Linked DNA regions of Rattus norvegicus: regions 2 and 3 are each linked to region 1. The links are chromatin contacts, called in public Hi-C maps. All regions are on one chromosome and are shown on one strand. The core of a region is the stretch at or near the end of the contact, and the rest is flanking DNA. Distances in the headings are between cores, read along the strand shown.

Region 1 (3,430 bases), core at 673-3,172:
CAAATCGTATTATATTACTCCCACATGTCTGCAGGAGACCCTCAGATACCTAATGCCCCAGATAGTACCATGTGCTTTGTATTACACCTTTTTCTGTTACTCATACTCACAATAACATGTAAGTTTACAAATTAGGCTTATCCTAAGCTTGACAGTTAACATTAAAATGGAGACTGGTGAGACGGTTCGGCTGATGGTCTCTCACAGACGACCTGGGTTAGGTTCCCAGCTCTTACATGACAGCTCACAACCACCTCGAACTCCAGTTCCAGTGGCCCTGCTGCTTTCTTCTGGACTCTGAGGACTTGTTAGGGCACCAGGCACACACAGAGCACACATGCGCACATGCAGCACTCATACACATAAAATAAAAATAAATAAATCTTTAAAAACAACAAAAGAAAGAAAACTAAGACGCAGAGAGGGGAGGTTACTCTCCCAAAGTCACTTATCTAGCGAATGGGGAAGCCGGGGTTAGAACACACATACACACACACACACACACACACACACACACACACACACACACACGCACACATATATATATGTGCGTGGATGGTGCATGGAAACACACGCTCCAAACCCTTCACAGTGACGATGTCTGCAGATGATGCTCAAACTCTAAGGCATTGGCTCTCAGCCTTCCTAATGCTGACCCTTTAATACAGTTCCTCACGTTGTGGTGACCCCCAACCATAACACGGTTTTTTGTTTTTTGTTTTTAAGATTTATTTATTTATTATATATAAGTACACTGTAGCTGTCTTCAGACACACCAGAAGAGGGCATCGGATCTCATTATAGATGATTGTGAGCCACCATGTGGTTGCTGGGATTTGAACTCAGGACCTCTGGAAGAGCAGTCAGTGCTCTTAACCACTGAGCCATCTCTCCAGCCCCATAACACGGTTTTTGTTCCCACATCAAGACTGTAATTTTGCTACTGTTATGAGCTGTGATGTAAATGTCTGATATGCAGGATATCTGATATGGGACCCCTGTGAGAGGATTATTTGTTCTCCCAAATGGGTCATGACCCACAGGTTGAGAACCACGGGTCTAAATTTTTTTTTTTTTTTTTAGTTTTCCAGTTAGTATTACCAGATAGACTATAGGACATTCGTTTATATTTTAACTTCTTCCTCTACCCCAACCCCACCCAGAGCCAAGACAGAGTTTCACTGCGCATTCTAGCTGACTGGAACTCACTGTGCAAACCAGGCTGGCCTCAAACTCAGAGCTCTGCCTGCCTCCTAAGTACAGGCGTCTCACCCTACCTGTACTTTTGAATTTGAATTTCAAAAGAAGACCAAATTTGTTTGGGGAATCTAAAAATTAAGTAAGATTGGGTATAGTGGTGCACACTTTTAATTCCAGGAAGGCAGGGACAGGTGGATTTCTGTAAATTCCAGGCCAGCCTGGGCTGCATAGGGAGTTTCAGCCCAGTCAAAGCTACACAGTGAGACTCTGCCTAGAGCAAGTCAGACGAAATGTTTGAGTTTGGTGTCTGAAATTCACATGTAACTGTTTGCATATGTATTTGCTAAGTCAGACAGCCTGGTTTTAGGCCGTTTTCCCGTTGGCAAGGCCAGCGATTTCTTGGTTCCTCCACAATGAAATACCAATTCTCCAGGAATTCTGCCGCCATCTGATAAGACTGACTCAGACATTCAAGTTACTCCATGCAGCGGTGACATATTAACCAGGGGTAATTCAACAGCTATGCCTGAGCCTGTCTTTGCTTTATTTTTGCATTTCATTTTATTGACTGAAAAAGAAGCTCTTTCAGTTGGAAGAAAATTCAGACGGGATCGAATTGCAGTTTTTCTCAGACTGGTCCTCAGAAGAATTCACGGGGCTTCTCGTTCTCGAGTCCCTAAGGCTAAAAAGCAGGCATGGATCTTACCGGGCATCCTGGCTGCTGTCGTGGCACTGTGGCTGGTAGCCAGAAGGGCATCCCAATCTACATAGCTCGAGAGGGGAAGGGCTTAATTCCTGGAGTTTTGCTTGAGGATGTCTTTTTAAATGTCACTTCCTAGCTGTTTATCAAACCTAAAATAACAAAGCGACACAGAGTACTTCTGGGCCCCCAGCTGAGCCATCCGACACCGTTTTAAACAAACGCAAGCTCCATTGTTAAAGAGAGACTGCGTGCAGAAGAAAGCCCAGCCCCACCGAAAGTCGGGCCTGCCTGCGAGGAGGCCAGCCCTGGACGGGAGCGCCCCCTGCAGGCTCCTAGCAGTATCACGGAGGAAACGCATCTGAAGAAGGCTCCAAGGTCATTTCAGACACAGTCCTAGAGCAGTTGTCTCTGCTTGAAGCGCCACTTGAGAGGAGGATGAACGGTGTCCTTCCAATGTGCAGAATCAAAGGCAGAAGACCCAGTGACTTGAACTCAGGCTTTACAGAGAATACGGGACCTTCTGCTTGTGTTCAAGTTCCGGGGCAAGGTTGATGTTCAATCCACTGACAGCAGCAATATGAATGGTGTAGAACCCTAAAGTCCGGGTTAGGAATTTCATGGTACAAAGGTGTACTTGTTCTGCAGGGTGAGACGGGCAGGCGGACAGGAATGGAGTGAGAGGAGGGAGAACCGTGCCTTAGTGAGTCTAGAATGTTTATTATCCAACATCATCCCACACTCATGGTCCCAAGGATGAATTTGGGACCCTACGTTTGCTAGGTAAGCTTGCTGTCACCTGACCTGCATCCCTGCTGGGTCCTACACACTGCTTCCTTTTTAAATAGTTATTTATTGCGTGTTCAAGATTGTGTGAGTGCAGGTACACACAGGCCACAGGGAGTGTGGAGGGGCCAGAGGGTAACTCTCAGATCTCTCCAGCTACCTTGAAGAATACAAGAAAAAACGCAAGTCATCAAGCATATACAGACATTTTGGCATACATTTTTTCAACCTACTTTAATAGGGGTCCACCCTCCCTTCTAGCCCACCACCCACCAGAGGTAGTGAAAAAGAAAGGTTATTAGGGAATGGGGGAAGTGGACCTGTTTAGAAATAGTTCTTTGGAGTGATTCCAGTCTTCTTTGTTCTCCAGTCCACTCCGCTAGCAAGCACCAAACGGGAATCAGCAGCTTCGGTCCAGTCCACTCGGCAGACATCACCCAGGAATCAGGGCAGTTCAATCCAGAAGAAACCTTGCAGCTGGCCAAGCAGCCTGAGTCTGCGGGAACAGTAAGAAGCCGTCACAGGAACCTCCTGAGAAGGTCCTTGGTGAGGTTCTCTCCGTGAAGTCAGCACAAGGGAAGTTCAGCAGCAAAATATAAGGCGAACCAATACACGCATGTTGTGAGTGAAGAATAGCGAGGTGGGGCGAAGCAAACCACCGTCTGCGAGCTCATATCTATATTCCTTCTGAACATCATGTGTCTGTTCATGCATTTGCTACAGCAAAACGCCCTTTCACCCGTG
Region 2 (3,430 bases), core at 268-2,767, 320 kb before region 1:
CTTAACCACTGAGCTATCTCACCTCTCTAGCTCTCATGTCTTTTTCTTAGGATCAGTGGTTATACAAGTGTGGGCTGGGACTGCCCATGAATCCTTAAGACACTCTCAGAAAGCCTGAAACCAAAACTCACTAAGAATTACTCAAGGCTTTTCTGCTTCCATCCTCTGGCTGGTGTACAGTGGAGTCTTACAAAGCTGCATGAGTTGTACTATATGATAAAAGATGGTGTGCAAAAACAAATAAGAAAGCCGCTTCTGCCGTGAGGCTGCATACTGAGGCATTACTCTCCATCAAACTTGCTTTTGCTTTGGGAAGCAGTCTTTCTAAAGTGTTAACTAATTTAACCTGGGAAGATACAGAGGCTGAAGTGACCGCTCACAGTTCTTGCAGAGGACTGGAGTTCCACAGAAGGCTAAGAATGGGGTTCAGTGGCAGGACCTTTGTCTGGTGTGCGCAAGGCCCTGGGTTCAGTCTCTAGTATAAAGGATAAACGTTTTTGTAGACACAAGTTTACGGAGCCCACTCTGGTTCTGAACTCTGTATGTAGCTGAGAGTGATTTTGAACTTCTGATCCTCTTGCTTTGACCTCTCAAGGGCTGGTGTGACAGGTGTGGGCTGCCGTCTCTGGGTTATGTGCTGCTGTGGATCCAACCCAGAGCCAGCTTTAGGCATTGAGGTCTCTAGCAACTGAGCTAGTCTCAGCCCTTCCTTTTTAAAAAATCGTTTATTTTGAAGACAGGGTCTCAATTTGCAGGCCAGGCTAGTGGGCAATCTTCCTCGTGCTTTACAAGTAATCCTATTAGAGGTCCAGTTCTGAGCTTTGTTTTCAAAAACCACAAAGGTCTCGAGGCCAAAGTTCTTGAGACCGCCTAGTTTTTGTTGTTGTTTAATTATTTATTTTGCGACAGGATCTCAACATGTAGCCTGACTGTCTTCGAACCCAGAAGTCCGCCTGCCTCCTTTCCCCAGTGCTGTGATTCACGCCGTGCAACATCAGGCAAGTTTTCCTTCTTCAAAGAACCTCTTGAGGGAGATCTAACCCATTCCTGGGGCCCTTCGAGTCAATCTCTCCAACCCCTGAAGGCGAGGAGGACCTCTCAATGTAACTCCACGCGAGCTTTCTGAGTCCAGCTCCGGCTCAGCACCTAAGTATCCGAGTATTCCTGTCTTCTCTAAGCTCAAGGTTCTCACTGCCCTTTCTAACGTGAAGGGAGGGCTTCTGGACATATTTTTCTCATCTTTCCCGCTCTGACATTCTATAGTTCTAGTTCCTATCTTGTCAATTTGAGTCTCTCGGGGGAAAAAAAATCAGCCCTTATCTTGTCCCTTCCTAATAAAAACTATGGAGGAACACTCCGAGCCGGCCGGGTAGAGGGTAGCAGCGGGACTCGGCGACGGCGCCTTCGGCCGCCAGGGTTTCCCGACCACCCCTTTACCTGCTGCAGGCGCCGGCAGACAGCCACACACGCTGCGCGCGCCGCCATCTTGGTGCCCTGACCTCCCACGATCGCTTCCGGGATCACAGCCGTGCCCTCGAACCATAGAGTTCGAAAAAGAGAGAGTGTCTCCTGTGTTCCGGCACTGAAACAACCATAGAGACGTGGCCCCTTGATTTTGTTTTTTTAATTTAAATTTCTACTTTATTATTTATTTACTTGTTTATTATTCACGCATTCATTTAAGTTTTTGAGTGGATGCGTCGCTTTCGCCGTCTGGATAAACTGCCAGGTTCTATCTATATGCTATATAGCCTAATTATATTTGTCGTGGGTGTTTCTTGTTTGTTTGCTTTGAGACGCACACAACAAAACGCATACTTGGAAAGGAATTTGCTGTTACTACTGAGTCCAAATTCTAACATTTTACCTTATTGCAGAAGCCATTTTGTTGTTAAACTTTGTTCACACCGTCGGAATGCCAGGCTTGTTAATGGATATTTCTAAATTGTGTTTTTCAAAATGCCTTCCCATGCATTTAACGTAATGGAAGCTCCACACTTAGGAGCTCTGGTTTCTGTTTAGGTGGGTGACTTGATCAACTTTCTTCCATACTCTGAACCCATTTTTTTTTTTCCATTTGCCAAGTAGAGAGGAGGACAAAGCAGTAGAGGATTAAATGAGATTAAATGCTATATGATAAACTCATCCTGAATTTGTGGCATCTCTTCTACATCCTGGCTCTTAAAAGGTTATTGGGAAAATGGATAAGGATCAATTTAATGAGGACGATACAAAGTATCTACCTTAGTTAGGGTTTCCATTGCTGTGACAAAACACCATAACCAAAAAGCAAGCTGGCGAGAAAAGGGTTTATTTAGTTACACTTCCAGATCATAGTATATCATTGGAGGAAGTCAGGACAGGAACTTAAGCAGGGCTGGAACCTGGGAGCAGGAGCTGATGCAGATGCCAATGGAGGGCTCCTGCTTACTGGCTTGCTTCCCATGGCTTGCTCAGTCGGCCTGCTTATAGAACCCAGGACCACTAGCCTAGGGATGACAGCACCCACAGTTGCCTGGACCTTCCCCCATAGATCACCAATTGAGAACATGCCTTACAGTTGGATCTCATGGAGACACATCTTCCACTGAGGCGCCTTCCTCTCCAATGACTCCAGCTTGTGTCAACTTGACACACAAACCCAGCTGATACAGTATCTCTGAAAGACCCCCTCCCAGAAAGGGAATTGTACAAGCCCAAGGCCCTCAACTATAGAAATAAAAAGTAAGTTTTTAGATATGTGGGACAAGCTGACCCATCATTTAGACGAAACAGACCAGAAAAGAAAACAAAATGCAGAAACCAGACTAAATTATGGGCACTGCTCCATGGGCCACCTGACAGGAAAAAGAAAAAGTCCCTGACCCCCCGGAAGCCCTGACTACCATGTACTTTTTGCTAACTCACTGTTATGATTATAGCCAAAATAGGTAACATACACGTATGCCTCATTTACTCCACCAATCACATCCCTGTAACCATGCATCTGCTTCTGTAAGCCTGCTTCTGCTCCCAATACACTATAAAAACCCATCCCTGGTTCTGCTAGGCGCGCCAGTCTTCCAAATTGACTGGGACGCCCACAGATACCTGTGTATCCTGATCAATAAAAATCCTCTTGCTGATTGCAGCCTGTGGACTCGGACTGGTCATTGGGCTTGAGGATCTCCCTCCTGAGGGAAGATTCTCTCTGAGAGTCTTACATCTCAATAAAGCATCATGCCAACGTAAAGTTGCATGATGACTAGTGTCTACCTAGTCATCTTATTTGGCAGACACTAGTCGTCTTATTTGGCAGGCCAGAGAATTAAGCGAAGAATGATTTGGTCCAGATGGTACAAACTGATGGAAGGCCTGTGAGTACGGACTACTTTCCTGCCCCTCAGGCTGGCCTCTATGTGGTCTCTATGTGGAAACAGAATCTTCATTA
Region 3 (3,430 bases), core at 290-2,789, 300 kb before region 1:
GGTAAAACACTCATAAGCATAAAATAAGACTTCAAGTAGCAAGCTGTTGAGCAGGGAAAGAATTCAGGGATTAACTTGACTTTAAAATGAGCTTATTTTTATTTATTGGTGTGGTGTGGCGTCTGTGTGAGTTTACGTGTACATGTTCCAGTCAGTGTTCCAGCTAGTGTCCAAGGAGGCCAGAGGGCATCGGATTCCCTGGAGCTGGAGTTACAGATCGTTATGAGCTGCTTAATGTGGGTGATGGGTACCGAACCTGGTCTTCAGGAAGAACAGTAAGTGCTTTCCAAGTTTGTTTGTTCCGTCTAGCTCAGCCTGGCTTTGAACTTGCTTTGTAGCCAAAGCTGCCCTTGACTCCCGAGCTCCCGCTCTCACCTCTCCAGTGCTGGACATAGAAGCAGAGCTTCACCACACCTAGCCTGGGTTCCTGCTATCTCTGTTTGCTTCCCAGACAAGATCTCATGATGTAGCCCAGGCTGGCTTTGAAGTTATAATCCTCCTGCCTTAGCTTCTCCTTTTTTTTTTTTTTACTATCTATCTATCTATCTATCTATCTATCTATCTATCTATCTATCTATCTATCATCTATCCAGATATCGTATATAAGTACTCTGTCTTCATGCATACTAGGAAAATGTATCAGATCCCATTACAGATGGTTGTGAGTCACCATGTAGTTGCTGAGATCTGAACTCAGGACCTCTGGAAGAGCAGCCAGTGCTCTTAACCGCTGAGCCAGCTCTCCAGCCACAGCTTAAGTGATGAATTACAGATACGCATCAATAGGCTTGGCTAAACATGGGAGTTTATGAAACTCTCCTCTCTTTCCTGCTCAAGTATCTACCTGACTCCTCTCTGCTTTCCAGGGTAGAGCAAGGGTGGCTGGCCCTGGCATGCCCAGAAGTGGCTGAGGACCAGGAAACAGGAATTCTCTCATTTTTGCTAGAATTTTTTTACCATTCACAAGAAGCATGCAAATTGTAAATACTCATCCCATTTTACAAGTGAGGAAACAGAAGTATGGCAAGCTGTCTTTCCCTGACAGGCCGGTTGCCTCTGCTGGGGCCCTTCCTGTTTGTACTGCTTATAGCAGTCAAGTTCCAGTTTGCTTGTCCCGAGCTGCCCAGGTCTAGGTGAGTCTTTGATTCATAAAATCCAGAAGTAGTAACTTCCAAGAAGAGTTAAGAGCAGTCAGTGCTCTTAACAGCCGAGCCATCTCTCCAGCCCCACTCCTGGCTTTTTTATATTCATTTTTAGATTACGTGGATGTCTTTGTATATGTGTCTGGGCAAGTAAGTGCCGTCAGGAGTCAGAAGCGTCAGATCCCCTGGAGCTGGAGTTACAGGCTGTTGAGAGCCACCCAATATAGGTGCTGGGGATCAAACCCAGGTCCCTCTGGAAGAGCAGCAAGGGCTCTGAACCACTGAGCTGTGTCTATAGCCTCTCCTGCCCCCATCCCTTAAGACGAAGCTTCACACCATGGTCCAGACTGGCCCAAAACTCACTCTGCATCCAAGCTGGACAATGACTCATGGCAATCCTGTGTCTCTGTCTTTGAGAGCCGGGATTACAGCTCTACCATAGCGGCCATTCTCCAGCTTTGATTTAGGGGTCAGTTGTGGGGCAATTACAGAGACGTTACCAGCCAACACAAGGCAGTGAACACTTTCCCCTCTTCAGTGCTGTTCACAGGTAAAGTGATGCGATCCACAGGCATCGTGTCCGTGTAGATGCAGAGTCAAGAGTCGGTGTTAGCAAGCTGAGACATGGCCAGCTGCCGGCCAGCTAATTAAGATCAGTTAGTAATGATTACATAGTCAGTGCGAACTGCACAGGCTGGACACCTATTATGGAGTAGTTTCTAGAAAAAGGCCCCTTGCTAATACAGAACTCACAGGTTGGTTTTTAGATAGGTGACCTTCTTCCTGTTACCCATCCCCTTTCAAATCCAGTCTCAGGCAAAACAGTGCATGTCCCCTTTAAAAGAACAGGGACTCTGTAGTCTTAACTATTAGGCGGACATGGCCTCCACGTTGGCATTTGTAAGACGTGCTACACAATAAAAGTTTATAACAGTGGCACTCGTTCCATGGTACTTACTATAATCACAATTTTCTCACAGTGCCATCTCTGTTGGCTTAAGAACTCTGAAGACATATTTCATATTTGTAGCCACAAATATGTGGTGACTATGCACATCTCGGGACGTCAGATGGGCTTTTATTTCAATTGGCAATCTGTGCAAAGTCCCTAACATTTATCACCAGGTGAAGTGACTCAGAGATACAAAGATAGGGGGTCAAACCCCAACACGCAACACTCTGTAGCTACATGTTGGCCATTTTATGATGCACTGCAGATGGAAACATTTACAACAGCTTCAGAACTGGGCAAACACAAGGCAGGAGGAAGAGATACACACACACATATGCGTGTGTGAGTATGAGTGTGTGTATGTGTGTAAGTGTGTGTATGTGTATGACTGTGAGTGTGTGTGAAAGTGTGTGTGAGTGTGAGTGTGTATGTGTGTGAGTGTGTATGTGTGTGTGAGTGTGCATGTGTATTAGTGTGAGTGTGTGAGAGCATGAGTGTGTGTGTGAGCGTGAATGTGTGTGTGAGTGTGTGTTAGTGTATGCTACCTGCATGCCCTGCCTGCAGAAGCCAGAAGAGGGTATTAGATCCCCTGTAGCTGGAGTTGCAGGCAATTGTGAACAGCCCTTGGTGGGTTCTGGGAATAAAACCCAGCCCCTCTGGAAGATCAGCGATTGCTCTCGACCACTGAGCCATCTCTCCAGCCCAAGGAACGAAACTGAACAGAGTGCCTGAACCTCAACCGTCCATACCACAAGTTCCTTGCAGAGGACAGCCTTTTATACCCATGCTGTAACAGACGGGGAAATCGGAATACAGATATCCAACCCAAATCTGCCAAAGTTATACATCCAAGTGTCGGGGTTGGGACAAGGTATTAAATGTGTGGTACTCACTGGGCACCTCTCCTCCTCCCCTGCCCCACACAGGACTTGAATTCTCCCTGAACTCTGTACAGATTTCTTCTTAAAAGAAACCATAAAGTCATCTGGACAGGTCATTTTCCCAAGCTCATAGCCGACCAAGGTGGGGAGTTGGCCCTGTTACAAAGTGATTGCTTGCTTTGCAAAACAAGGATCTGAGTTCAAGTCCCAGAGACCACTAAAAAAGCCTGGCATGGTGACGTAAGCCTGTGAAGCTGTATCCCAGAGCCACAGAGGCAGCTCCCCGGGACCTCTGGACAGCCAAGCCTCACTGGTTAGCACTGGATCTAGTGAGAGACGGCCAGAGGTGGACTTCACACTATCCTACTGAACAAGTGAGCATGCTACACCCACCCTGACCATCTGCAGAACCTAGGTCTGCAGCGTCAGCGAGCCCCCTTGAACTGGGAAAAACA

What was found. Hi-C and Micro-C count contacts between places; a contact is called where the count stands out from the background.
Region 2: a contact with region 1 is called in a Hi-C map of liver, with 4 times the contacts expected there. The contact joins the promoter of Mrps10 here to the enhancer-like site in region 1. A contact is called at or near these places in 9 of 12 Hi-C or Micro-C datasets (the A7r5 cell line, the Rat2 cell line, Schwann cells and 5 more).
Region 3: a contact with region 1 is called in a Hi-C map of the A7r5 cell line, with 3 times the contacts expected there. The contact joins two enhancer-like sites. A contact is called at or near these places in 6 of 12 Hi-C or Micro-C datasets (the A7r5 cell line, the Rat2 cell line, Schwann cells and 3 more).

The regions. Positions count from the first base shown.
Region 1 is chr9:21,442,884-21,446,313 of GRCr8, forward strand. No RefSeq gene overlaps it. Among named protein-coding and RNA genes, the nearest start is that of Ubr2, 36 kb to the right of the region's middle. Within about 2 kb of position 1,923, at least 37 of the 93 cell types and tissues checked have an H3K27ac peak or open chromatin away from gene starts, as enhancers often do. A contact at or near this core is called in the A7r5 cell line, Schwann cells and liver, where this site is marked.
Region 2 is chr9:21,120,936-21,124,365 of GRCr8, forward strand. Mrps10 (mitochondrial ribosomal protein S10) reads right to left here and starts at 1,518. Exons shown (of 7, transcript NM_001389252.2): 1 at 1,438-1,518. The coding sequence starts at 1,485.
Region 3 is chr9:21,141,997-21,145,426 of GRCr8, forward strand. The region is part of intron 10 of Trerf1 (transcriptional regulating factor 1); the gene reads right to left. Among named protein-coding and RNA genes, the nearest start is that of Mrps10, 21 kb to the left of the region's middle. Within about 2 kb of position 1,540, at least 2 of the 93 cell types and tissues checked have an H3K27ac peak or open chromatin away from gene starts, as enhancers often do. A contact at or near this core is called in the A7r5 cell line, where this site is marked.